Linked DNA regions of Mus musculus: all the other regions are linked to region 1. A link is a contact called in public HiCAR-type data. All regions are on one chromosome and are shown on one strand. Each heading gives the region's core, a stretch centred on a gene start, on an enhancer-like site or on the middle of the called end of the contact. The rest is flanking DNA. Distances are from core to core; before and after follow the strand shown. Region 1 overlaps Bmper (BMP-binding endothelial regulator). Region 2 overlaps Bbs9 (Bardet-Biedl syndrome 9 (human)). Region 3 overlaps Bbs9 (Bardet-Biedl syndrome 9 (human)).

Region 1 (4,377 bases), core at 1,161-3,660:
AATATGGAAGATGCCAAATGTGTCAGTGTTATTGGTCTTTCTACATGTCATCAGCCAATGCCTGAGGCTCAGCTCAGCATGCCAAATGGCTGGTATAGTTATGGTGCCCAAATGATTGAGAGCATACCATTTATTTGGGCATGCTAAGTATACCTTGTTAAGATCATGACCATGGCAAGATCCTGATGGATCTAAAACTTGGCACTTTCAGCAAAATCTTACAAATTTCATTTATAAAAAGGCTCAACTGGAAAGTGTTAAGATGAGGATGTTTACCATGTAAGTGTAAGTATATGTTCAAGAGTCTAACTCCAAGGTACTCAAAGGCTTGCTTACTGGCCTTCCAACATCACCTGGCATGTGATCTATACTGTTTTATAGTGATCTTAAGTGGAAAGCTGTGTCATAAGCATTTGGCTTCAGGAAGCAGGTGAAGGCTTTGTTCATTCTATCTCCTCTCTCCTATCTGCTATGGTTTCCTTAAAGATGAGGGAGACTTTGTACCAAAGATGTGCTTGATGATAGCCATGAGCACCTAGGCTCTTAATGCCATGTCAGAGTGGGAGCCCCCTCAGGGTCCCATTCACTGACGTGATTACAGAGAGGTCTGGATTCTTATGGACCCTGCAAGAAAGAAGAAAATGCCATACGCCCATCATGAGAGGGCGATACAGCAAGTTTTCAGAGACACTCATGTAAAATACTCTTTATTCAAAGCTACCATTTGTACCCAGAGCACCAAGATAAAACAATAATGCTCCTCCCATCATAGTGCTTTGAACAAAACACTTTCAAACCTCTTTCTAAAAAGATTTCTTTTAGCATCTGAGGTCTAGAGCACTTTACAGAGATTGTGAGCCCTGAAAATATTTGTCCATAAGTTCGATGCCCTTTACAGACAAATTCAGTTAGTTTTCTCTCACCTGAAAGGCAGCAGGGGGTTGGCAGTCCTTAACATATCTTCAAAAATCGAGAAAGGACAGGATGCACCAAAGATCTTGAATCTGTGTGCCCGGGAAGGATCCTTCATCTTGTCTCTATATCTAACTCTGTTGTCTGATCGTTCAAACTTGAGCCCAGGTATGTATGTATCCTGCCTGATGTGTTCTGGCTGAGCACTGACTGCACACTATAAATCTGACAAGGTCAATGCATTCATTGAGTGCCTTTCTCGCCAAGCAAGAGTCCAGTCTATGTCTCAAAGTGCTATACTACATTTTGGGAGGAGAGTGTAAGCAAGAGTCATGTCTCTAGGGCTGGTCTGTCTGACCTTTGTATATTCATGGGTGTTCACCAGTTGTCTGCCTGGCCACTGAGAATTATTTGAATACCTTCCATTATCTTCCTGTCCTGGGTGGCTCAAGGGCAAGGCATAGCTGTCTTACATCACTGTGTCTAAGCATCTCAATTAACCGTGATGCCTGTTGTATCAAGTATTTCAACTCCATTAATTGAAGGTTAGGATCTGCTCATGCATCAAGTATAAAATTCATATTTTCTTGTCTTCTGGGGTGAAAATTAAAACACATGAGGACATGAGGGGCAAGATGTAAGCATGACTTGCTACCCCCAGAAGAATGCTCTGTTTTTTGGGCCAAGATTTTCCTACCTTTAAAACAGTGTCTGAAACCTTCCCTGACCATTGTGTTAAGTGGTCAGAGTCACCTGACCTAGGCAGCTTAGTCATGCTCTCCTCAATGGCGAAACCATAACCCACTTGCTCAGCTCTCCCTGTAGTTCAATTCTGTGCTGTGTCCTGTAGGATGGAGAGATGTGGTCCTCAGTCAACTGCAGCATCTGTGCTTGTGTGAAGGGGAAGACAGAGTGTCGAAAGAAGCAGTGTGTTCCTGTCAGCAGCTGCCCACAGGTATGTAGGACATTTGGCTTCTTTTTTCTCTGTTACCTTGAGAAATGCACGGCATATGCCATTTTCTGAAGACAACCGGGAATTCCCAAAGCTTACATATATACTGCAAGAGATAAAGCCTGTTGTTCAGCACCCTGATTCTTTCTTTCCATTCCTATTTGGAGTCCAGCCTTGTGTGACAAAACTCTTGTCTCCCTTGCTGCTATCTTCCTGCTATTTATTGACATCTCTCAAACCTCTGTAAACACTTCTTCAGCTTTCTTGCCTAGATCTTGTTTTCTATTTTTGGATTTTCAATTTAACGTCATAACCACATTTTGCTTCTCCTTCCTTCTTTTTTTTTTTTCTTCAAATCTCAGCTTTCCTCTCATAGCTATGGTAATATGATGTGGTTGTTTAATAGGAACTTCCCAAGGAGGATTTCCTTGCCTAGCAGAAGCCCCAACTCCTCTGCAGAAAATTCTGCTCTAGCCCTGCCTCCATTGTAGCCCCACATGGAAACAGCATCCTTATGGAAATACCTCTTTTCAAAAACCCACAGCCCAGGCTTGAATAAAGCCACCATTATCTTCGGAAGCATGGGCTCCATTGAATTCACCTCAGCAACTTGAAACCTTTCAAGGCTTTGTACGTTTTGAGAAAATGTCAAACCTATTTAGTACCTTCCAGTGAATGAAGAAAACATATCCATATATTCAGAGCATGTCCTCTATTCTCCGTTATAGAAAGCTTTTAATTTTATTCACATCTGCTATTATTATAAACAAAAAGTTGCTGTTTTTACTTGAGTGCCAAATGAGGCACAAAAAAACAACAGCTGTTGCCGTTGCACAACTGAATTGGTGGGGAGGGGGGAGAAAAGGGAAAAAAATCCCCTAATTAGTCTTGCTTTAAAAAGCCTCAGACATAAAACTGAAAACTTCCCATAAAAGAAAAAAAAAGTAGGTACAATAAGCAGACTTGATCTTGGGCTGCTTATAAATATTCATTGGGAAAAATGGAATCACATCATTTCTGCCAGTCCTCGGGGAACCCTCAGTGCTAATGAACTCTCCCAGCACATGTTAGTAATAATGGGCTTCCTTATTCTACAAGACAAAACCGAGAAGTGGTGCCAACCTGGTGGCTGGAGTAACTCGCCTCAGCAGGCCACTGCGGGGTTTGCAGCTTAGCTTCTGCTCTGCCACTTGTAGCTGGGTCGGTGGTTTCTGCTGGGAGGTCACAGCTCCTTATGTTGCCTGCTTCTCCCTAGTGATCTTACTGGGTGTGCTACACTCAGGCCAGGCATGTCCGTCCCTCCCAGGAAGGCCTCTGCCCAGCCCCCAGCCCTGCCCCCTCTGCCCTTGCTTCTCAGTGCCCTGACTTGGCTAGGCCCTCCAGGACCACCTTTCTGTTTCTAGGCATCTTTCCAACTTGGTTTCCCCCCTCACACTTCCCCTTCTCAGAGGCCAGCACAAGGTCTTTGGAAGATAGTTTAGCTCTACCATGAAATACCTTAAAAAGAAAAGACAGCAGCTTAGCAGTTTATTTCTCCTTCCCTACATTGATTAGGGAAATTTTAAAAAGAAAATTAGAAAAACTAGAAGGTCTTTGTGCAACCCCCACACACTGTAACCTTTCCAGTTAAAACCTACCCCCTCCCCTTTTCAGAAGGAGCCTATGGTTATAGTCACTATTTGCCCTCCTAGGTAATTTCCAAAGCTCTGGGGGGTGGGACTCTCAGTACACTGTTTCTTAGATAGATATCATGAGTTTATATTGAAGCCATTTCTCTGGTCACAGAAATAAGCTCACTCCCCTGAGACTGTCCACTGAGGTAGGTGCTAAATAGACCCTTCTTCCAGATGAGGCTACAGATCATCCAGACAGCCCAGGCTCTCTGACCTCACAGTCTGTACTTTATTTTTTTCTCTCACCTATTTACTAACAGGAGCAGCTTTACTGAACAAGGGAAATGGCTGTGTCTGGTGAGATATAGCTGCGGGGAATCTCCCAGTCTCCTTTGATTAGAAACATAGCTTTAACTCACACCATTCCAATGGGGCAACCTGCCTTGTCTGAGCCTCTGTGGAAATCATTCCATGGAGCTTGGATGATCTTTGGTTTTGTCCTTGAGGAATTAAACGAGATACCCTTTGGCATAAATTCTCAGCCTGTGGGTCAAGATCTCTTTGAAATGGGGGTGGGGTTGAATGACCCTTTCACAGGGATTATATACCAGATACTATGCATATCAAATATTTATATTATGATTCATAACAATAGCAAAATTACAGTTATGAAGTAGCAAGAAAAACTTTTATAGTTGGGGGCCACCACAACATGAAGAACTGTAATTAAGGGTCTTAGCATTATCTATGGCATGTAGAGTTTAGTATGTCATAGGAGGATTAATTGGTGCAAGAAATGAATGAGACATGGCTTTAGTTCTTTGGTAGCAAAATGTCATTTGAAAAGCTAGTGTGATTATTTCTTTTGAAATATTCAAATCTGCTCTGCAAACCACTCAC
Region 2 (4,377 bases), core at 999-3,498, 750 kb before region 1:
GAGGATAAACATCTAAGACATACAAAGAACTTAAACAAAGGTAAACTGTCATGTCAATAAAGAAGCTAATGAAATGGACACACGGTTCCCAAAAGATGAAGTACAAATGTTCAATAAACATTTCAACCTCACTAGCTATCACAGACAGCAAATCAAAATTACTTGAGATTTTTTTCTTTCCTCGGTCATAATGTTTTCTTCTTATTTACTATTTCTAGATTTTATATAGATACACAAAATCAGGCATGCATATATGACAGGAAAATGGGAATAAAATTATCTAGGGGGCACATGGGGACTAATAGGAGAGGGCCAGGAGCAAATGGATGGTTGAGGGTATCAGGGAAAATATGCTCCATATATGGCACATGCACGTGTGGACATTTAAAACAGCAGCAGCAGCAACAACAACAGCAGCAACAGCAGCAACAGCAAAAGGCTTAGTATTTTGTTAGACCACTGTAGAAAATAGAATAAAAACTGAAAGAACTCATGTATTAACATCAAATGATTTATGGCTATGTTGATTTTTTTTCTGTGAATACCAAGGAACAAGAAAATATAGTATTTCCTTCAGCTGCTTTAATTTCTAAACATTGCATATTAATATCAGCCATAATGTGTATATCATGCAACATGTAGGTAAGTTTTAGAGAGGAATGGCGCTAAAGTAGCCTAAAAGAAGGAAGAGTATAAACACTGCCTTTGTCCGGTCTGGGCTGCTGTTACAGAATTCCAGAGACTGAGCAGGCTAGGAAGAGAGGAGAATTGTTTGATTTATGCTTGTGGAGGCTCAGGTGTCCAAGACTGAGGGTATATATCCGACAAAGACTTTTTTGCTTAAGCATCCCAGAGTGACATTTCAGGGTGTGGGGGAAAAAAGGCAGGGTAGGAGGGAGGGAAGGAGTGGGTTTGAAATGGAGTCTCCTTTTCTCTAAGAACATTCATAGTGAAGAATCCTCATTAGTCTGTGAGGGTGAAACACTGCTGTCCTAATGATTTCTCTAAGGACTTACATTGGGGGATTTCAAAGAATGGGCAGAGAAAAAAGAACCAATCAGAGAGCTCCTTGGGGAGGAGTGCCTTATGGGAGCCTTGGAGGGTCATGTGTGAAAGAGTTAGTCCCAGGAATCCAGAGGCAGAGGAGGAGGGGGATGAAGAGAGGAGAGAGCATATCTATCTTCAAGAATTCTTCTCAGTTTCCAAATCACTTTGCTGTGACTGTCCTGACCTTGGGGTCACACCATGGCTTTCCTGGCCTTGGGGCCATGCTTCATTCCTGGTCTCCCAATAGAAACCTAGTTTTATGTTTTGCTCCATTGTTTTCAGTGGAACTCACATGCCTGATATGAATTTAAGATCTGAATGTACTATGTAATTTTATTCCTATGGTGACCAGTATAATTAATATATTTTAATGTTTATTCCCCTCCTATAATATGTCTTAACACTGTGTGTGCATGCATAAATATAGATGATGTTTAAAACATTATAATTGAGTCTTTGAAATAAACCTATTTTTATACTTATTTTTAAATTATGGTATGCTAAGTAAGAATGTCATTTGTAAGACTGGAAGTTTAACCACGCCTCCTATTCTCTTATATCTAACAGTGATTTGAAGGGAGTGATAGTGACTCTCAGTGATGACGGTCACCTGCAGTGCTCGTATCTGGGGACAGACCCTTCTTTGTTCCAGGCTCCAAAAGTTGAATCAAGAGAGCTCAACTATGATGAACTTGATGTGGAATTGAAAGAACTTCAGAAAATCATCAAAGATGTAAAGTTGCAAGGTACCCCATTTGCAGTCTTTATTGGCTACGTCTGCTGCTCATTATAAACTTTGCCTCATGTTGTATATGGATATTGTTTTGTAAATATTAGTTAATTCACTCCCAGGCTTAGTTAAAGATGCTGAATCAACATTGCTCTTGGTGGACAGGGTTTTTGTGTTGACTTTGTATAGGTGGCTGTTGAAAGCCAGTCTTATTGGAGATAATATTTTGGTTTCTGTGTTGCAGGGACAGCTTCATTTGGCCTTTAAATATTTTGCCCTCTCAGTGAAGCAGAAGGACTTCTTAGTGGTTTCAGGCTGTGAGAAGAGTGTTGAAGCTCGCAGTGGTCAATTTTTCACTTACAATATACTTGGCTTCACTTGCTGCTTTGAGAAGAAATCCAAGTAGTACATGAATTGCCACTTTGTTACTAAAAATGCAGTCATTTGCAGCTTAGATGATATAATTTATGCTTGGAGTTAATTAGCCATCCAAATGGAGTGTGGCCTGTGATACTCTGGCTTCTAATGACTCAGAGCCTGATGATATTTTCAGTTCCCGGGTTTTGAGTAACTCAATGTTATTTTTTGTTGGGACTCACAAGGGTGTAATTTCATTGTAAATTAACAGGAGAAACAAAACACCAATCCTGCAGCTCATGGTGAACATGTGAAAATCATTACTTTAAGTTCCCTTTTCAGGGTCAGGTAAAAGTATTTTCTTAATGAGAAAAAATATGGACCATTTTCACATAAAAGAACTGTTAAAACAAGAAGAATAATAAAAGAAACAGAGCATCAAAGGCCAGCCAACAGGACAGAGCCAACCTTAATCCTGATGCCTTGGCTGCACTAGGTTTATGTAGTTTTGATTTGTATTACCAGGACTTTATTCCTCTGGTTTTAAGGAGCTGAGATGATATATTAAAATAGGAATATTAAAAGCAAAGATGTGATGCCTCAGCTTCACATGTTCTTATAGAACGTTCTTAAAGTAAACCATTGAAACGGAGGTCTACAGCCTCTTGTCAGCACATCCCCCTCAGATGGAAGGTGGCGAGAACTGCGCATCTCAGTTCAGGTTGCACAGTCAGGGTTAAGCTTTCTGTTTTGATACCAGTTTTGATATATATATATATATATATGGAAGATTGTTTTATATGTGTGTATATATATACGTATATATACATATACATGTATATATATGTGTGTGTGTACATATATACATATACACATATATACATATATATGCGTATATACATAAACACATATACACACATATATGTATGTGTATATATGCATATAACTTCATTATATATATATAATGAAGTTTCTCAAGCTTATTAGTTAATGTGGGTTTTACTCCAAAGTTTTTGTCTTGCAGTTTTTGCCCTTCTACAAGCAATAGCTAATGATAGTTTAACTAACATGAATTATATAAATGGCATAAAAAATCCCATACAGCTAAACATTACCTCCTGGTAGCCCTAGTGATAAGTGAAAAGATTTTGATGTGTTGCTTGCTATTTCTTTAACCCTTTTGTATATCTTGAAAGAGCTTCACTTAAGAAATATATTTATTTTATTTTTTGAGAATCAGTTTCACTTTTTCTTTTCACCTTCCAGCTCCTCTCATGTCCTCTCACTCTTCAAAGCCTTGACCTCTTCTCCTTTAATTATTATTACTACACACACACACACACACACACACACACACACAGCCTGCTAAGTCCACTTAGTATTGCTTGTCTCTGGAGTGGACTAATTCTCTCTCAGCAGCCATTGGCTGACTGATGCTCTTTAACTAGGGGTAGGCCCTGTGAGAGTTTCCTCTCTATGTTGGCCCGTTACCTGCTGGTGTCATTGTGAAGTTGTGTTTAGGGAACCATATTGTTGAGACCTTATGGATGCAGCTTCCCTATGATGTGTGAAGACACCACGTGGCAGCAGACATATTGGTCCTCTGGCTCTTGTAGTTGAAGCCTTCTCTTCCACAGTGTTCTCCAAGCCTTAGGCTAGGATTGTGTTGTAGACATGGCCGTTGGGGACGGGCTTCCTGCAGTAGTTGTTCTCTGCCTTTTTTTCCAGTCGTGGATTTCTGTGATGTCTTCTTTGATGAGTGAAAGCTGCATTTATTTGTGAGTTTATGGATAAAATTTGGGGTGCAGTTAGTAACTATACTAGCTTAGCAAGGTGACTGCAGTCAGCTCTCTTCTTAGATTCCATGTTCTCACCAGCTATACTAGTTACCTGGCTTTACTCCACCAGGCCCAATTTGCCTCCTACTGAGCTGACCTCAAGCCAGTTATGTGACTCTTAGACACTGGACATCTCGCCGTGCTGGTCATTGTGGTTACAGCTTGGTAGGACCACTGATAGTTGTTTCCTTGGCAGCTTGCATAGCACCTTAAGATACAACAAGAACTACTCCTCAGGGCAGAGGCTTCCGGAGCAGCTCCAGCTCGATTCTTCCAAGTCTTATGCCCGAAGTATGCGGTGTCTTCCGAAACAGTGTCTTACTTTCAAGTTCTGGGAGGCAGAGAGAGATTTCCCATGCCTGCTATGGGTTTGTGTTAAATAGTCTGTGACTCTTGTGGCCAATA
Region 3 (4,377 bases), core at 728-3,227, 670 kb before region 1:
TCTTTTCACAGTGGAAGCCATTTTCACTCAATTAATTGGATGAAAACAAAGGCCGATGGTTATTACTTCACCAGCAGGAGGCAGGGATTGAGTTGCAGGCTCCTGGGTCAGCAGGGACAGAAGGTGGTGGTCTGTGTGGAGAGGGCTCAGTCTGAACGCATCTTGTAGCCACCTTTCTGGTTGACTTAATGATAGATTAGGGCGGAAGGCCAAGAGGGCGTTGGTCACGAGCTCCTCTTCCTCAGGCTAGAGAATAAACTTGGGAAACAAGCTAACAAATTCCTAAAAGGCTTGGTCTTGCCCAGTCTTTTAAAAAAGAGCAACCAACAGAAAAGCACCAACCAGAGGGCAGAACCAGTCTTTCATGTTATTATGTGCCCATTTAGTGAGCCAATAATGCCCCGAGCCTGAAGCAGTTAACAGGCATACCCTGCAGGGTTACTTTTATTTTCTGCCTCCTGTAGCACTCAACAAAATCCCATTATGCAACCGAGTAGCATCACACGTTAAAACGTTCATTTGTTCTGCATTCCATTAAGATTGCACATTTTCCCGAGCATTGGTCCTCCCGGCTTGCTCAAACCTATAATTTGAGCTCACACCATGGTGAAGTCTTAAGTGACCTTTCCCCTAGCTACCTTAATTATTCCCCACCATGTGGGCTGTTTTAGGGGACTGTGACAATGGGTTAACTATGTGCTAGTTAATGAAAATGCCTGCCACTTAGAAAGAAAAATGTGGGCTTGGAGCTTTAATTAAATTATACATCAATAGTGAGATAAAATAATACATTTTTGAGAAAAATGGATTTTAGAAATGTCTCTTTTCCTTTGAAGTCACTAATAATTAAATAAGTTGACGGAAATGGGAGGTTGTTCAAAAGCATCATGTTGTTTCTTTATAAATGTAATAATTTTTTTTAGTTAAATTCGTGTCACCTTATTGTGTAAATATGCTTAGAGTTTGTGATAAATAATGAATACAGGATGCCATTAAACCAGGTTTTAATGGTGATAGTATGATATAAGTTCCTCCCCTTATTTGATTATAAATGTTTATTTTTTTTGCAAAATTATGTCAAGTAAATAATAAACAGCTTTAGGGAATGGAGTCTTACAAACTAGGTTATGTCCCTTAGATGTAGTGGACATTTTGTTTAGCCTGCCTTTACTCAATAACTAGTCTAATCCAGTAACAGTCAAGTTCAGTAGGAATATTACTGATAATTACAGATTTTATGCTCAGTACCAGAGTGTCAGACACACAAAACTTCTCTGATTACCTTTGACTAGTGTAGACTGGTTAATTTATTTCCCAATGCTACATCGAAGAAAATGAGTGTAAGGGCAGGTGGAAGACATAAACAGACACTAAAAATAGTAGATATTTTGAATATGAAGAGGTCTTGGAAATTAGTTAATTCACTTAAAGGAGGAATAGAGAGATGCCTCGAATATATAATGACCTCTTCCAACCTCTCATAGATGAGATGGGATAAGAGCCAGGGTCACAGTGCAGCTTGGTGTGGTTGACAGATTCCAGGGTTCCATGAACCTGGGTTTCTGTGTCTGCACTGTCCATCTTTGTGGCTGTGGGCAGGTTGTTGAAGCTCTGAGGCCCCATCTCTTCCTCTGTAAGCTAGGGTGCCTTTCCCACGCAGGCGCTGATGATTTCCTGTGACCACCGATCCCTAAGCGCTTAGCAAGTAGGGCTGTCCTCTTTGGCAGGGTAGTGACTTTCCCCTAGACACAGAGCTGCTTTGTAAAAGTCATTCACGGAAACAAACAAACAAAACAAAACAAAACAAAACCGGCAAGGCCCTAACACTGAGCTCCTTTGGCCCTGGGTTTTTTGGCCTTGCTGTTGGCCAGGCACCTGACACTTGGGGGTGCTAGCGTGCAGTTGGTGTTTGCCAGCTTGGGTGAGGCCTCGCCTGGGATCTATGCTGAAGCCGCTCAGCGCTTTGTACCTTTGTCCTAAGGCAGAGCAGTCTCCTCACTGTGCTCTGAGGTGCAGCTGGGACAGCCACAGAGTTCTCTCTCTCTCTCTGTAGATGAAATGTTCCACGGAAAGTTTCCTGGTGAAGCCTCTTTTTGAGAGATTTATGCAGATTATAAAGTCAAAAGACGGGGTCATTCCAGACTTTTCTTTCCAGGCCATGAGGCCAAAACAAAATTTAAGCAGGTATTAGTTAAAAATCGAGAAGTATTTTCTCCACCGGGATACTTGCCAAATCTGTGTTGGCAACGTCCAAGGCGGCTGAGGTGAAGTTTTCCTCTGTGTGGAGAGAGTCCAGCCCGGAGCACAGCCCGGGGCTGGTCTGTTGCACAGGTAGTGTGGAGGGTTCTCCACGGTTTTGTGGAATTTGGGGCCGCGTAGATTACTTTTCACCAAGCAAGCTTCATACTGGTTATTGACTGCAGGTGTTTTGGGGTGTTTGGGGGTGTATTGAGCGAGCGATTGAGACCTGAGTGCTGGTCACTGGATAAAGCAGGTATTAGTCACTTGGCTACTTCCCAGTAAACTGCAAAATGACCTGCTTTAATGCAGTTCAGATTAAAACACAACAAGAAGCAGGTGACCTTGACACTTCCTAAGAGTCAGGTTAGGTGTGTCCAGGGATTTACTGCACTGTTGTGGTAACTGAAGGTAGATTTGTTCAGCTTGCTTAGAAGTGCTGAGAAAAATAAATCTATCGCTAAGTGCATTGTACAAAAGAGGAACTGCTAATGTTTAACGATGCCCCCTCTACCTTACCATAATCAATGTGCACAGCCATTCTTTAACACGTGAACAAATGTTTGGTGTGTGCTTGTAAACTCCAACCCTTTTATTACTGTTAACTGACCCTGGAAATATGTAACTGTCTATGAGACCATTTTCCTCAGCTGTAGCAGGATCTAGGCATACTTAGTGATCGTGGAGAACATCAGGGAATGTTCCAGCAGAGTGCAGCAAAAGCCAGTGGTTGCAAAACAAGCTCGTGCCTTTCCTTAGACTGAAGTGTAAGAACACATGGGAATTTCACATTTAAGAAAAATCGATGGAAACCTCAGAGACCTGGAGCGGGCTCCTTGTGTACAGCTGCTGTCAGGATACTCCCTGCCTGTCCCCTGCCTGTCCCCTGCCTGTCCGAGACTCAAGATGCTCTCTGCTTGCCAGCAGCATAGGAAGAAGGAACGTGGCAATGGTGCCATACAGTGTGGAAGCATCAGCATGGCGTATTTTGACATGGACAGAGAATTCTATATCAGAAAATACAGATAACGAGAAAGACATAGCAATTACCCAAATCTTACCACTAAAGCTATATAATTTCAATTTAGTATATAGACATCCAGATTTGTGAATGTGTGCTATTACATATAAAATCTAAGAGTACAGATTCTTTTAAATGAGACCATTTAGTTTATTGTGCTTGGAGTATTTTTCTCATGCGCATGAGTCATATATGAGCTCATGGTGCTCTGTACATATGAGTCATATAAGTCATCTATGAGTGCATGGTGCTCTGTACATATAAGTCATGTATGAGTGCATGGTGCTCTGTACATATAAGTCATGTATGAGTGCATGGTGCTCTGTACATATAAGTCATATAAGTCATGTATGAGTGCATGGTGCTCTGTACATATAAGTCATGTATGAGTGCATGGTGCTCTGTACATATGAGTCATGTATGAACTGATGGTGCTGCAGGTTTAGGAGCTGCTATGCTTTAGGCTGTGCTGCTTTTGGGAAGACGTATGACATACTGCATCACCTCGCCGTGCCGTGCAGGAGATTCATCTCACCCTGTGGTGAGATCTCATCTACAGACCGCTGTAGACTGAAACATGCCACCGAATCAGGCTTCGCCATTGCAGAGCAGCTGACTTTTTCTTGCATTAGTAATTTACTAAGAGAAGCTTTCCTTTCTGTTTTCTGCCAACTTGTTTTTTTAGAGAGAAAGCAAGATATGATAATAGTGTGTGATTTCACAGTGGTGATACTTTATGCTTGGAACTGTAAAATATATTGGTTAAGTAAGAAAATAGGGATTTTATTTTACTCCAACTCATACTTTAAAAAGAATAATTGTTAAAATATGCTACATACATCTTGTGAAATTCTCAAAGAATTAAAAATGTTATATAATATTATTTTTTTATTTATGCTATGATACTTTAAGAAAAGAAGCACATAGGCCCAGAGAGATGGCTTAATGATTTAAGGCACATTTTGCTCTTTTGAGTACCAGCACCCATATTGTCCAGCTTTTAATTAGCCATAACTCCAGCTCTGGGATCCAACACCCTCTTGTGGCCTCTAAGAGAGCTACAAACATATGACAGACTGCACAGACAGACACACGTGTTCATAAGTAACACATGACAG

What was found. HiCAR-type assays count read pairs that join an accessible place to other places.
Region 2: a contact with region 1 is called in a HiCAR-type map of astrocytes, with 4 times the contacts expected there. The contact joins two enhancer-like sites. A contact is called at or near these places in 1 of 484 Hi-C or Micro-C datasets (myocytes) and 2 of 115 datasets of contacts at active chromatin or transcription factors (astrocytes and differentiating embryonic stem cells).
Region 3: a contact with region 1 is called in a HiCAR-type map of astrocytes, with 6 times the contacts expected there. The contact joins two enhancer-like sites. A contact is called at or near these places in 1 of 15 datasets of contacts at CTCF or cohesin (the NIH/3T3 cell line), 14 of 484 Hi-C or Micro-C datasets (the 3T3-L1 cell line, 3T3-L1-derived adipocytes, adipose-derived mesenchymal stem cells and 9 more), 2 of 115 datasets of contacts at active chromatin or transcription factors (astrocytes and differentiating embryonic stem cells) and 2 of 9 other capture datasets (embryonic tail and embryonic trunk).

What each region holds. Positions count from the first base shown.
Region 1 is chr9:23,375,876-23,380,252 of GRCm38.p6, forward strand. It overlaps Bmper (BMP-binding endothelial regulator), which reads left to right. Exons shown (of 15, transcript NM_028472.2): 10 at 1,763-1,867. Among named protein-coding and RNA genes, the nearest start is that of Bmper, 150 kb to the left of the region's middle. Within about 2 kb of position 2,411, at least 70 of the 459 cell types and tissues checked have an H3K27ac peak or open chromatin away from gene starts, as enhancers often do. A contact at or near this core is called in astrocytes, where this site is marked.
Region 2 is chr9:22,627,328-22,631,704 of GRCm38.p6, forward strand. Bbs9 (Bardet-Biedl syndrome 9 (human)) reads left to right here. Exons shown (of 23, transcript NM_001360259.1): 10 at 1,615-1,793. Among named protein-coding and RNA genes, the nearest start is that of Bbs9, 150 kb to the left of the region's middle. Within about 2 kb of position 2,249, at least 3 of the 459 cell types and tissues checked have an H3K27ac peak or open chromatin away from gene starts, as enhancers often do. A contact at or near this core is called in astrocytes, where this site is marked.
Region 3 is chr9:22,707,249-22,711,625 of GRCm38.p6, forward strand. All of the region lies in intron 19 of Bbs9 (Bardet-Biedl syndrome 9 (human)), which reads left to right. Among named protein-coding and RNA genes, the nearest start is that of Gm39309, 96 kb to the right of the region's middle. Within about 2 kb of position 1,978, at least 60 of the 459 cell types and tissues checked have an H3K27ac peak or open chromatin away from gene starts, as enhancers often do. A contact at or near this core is called in astrocytes, where this site is marked.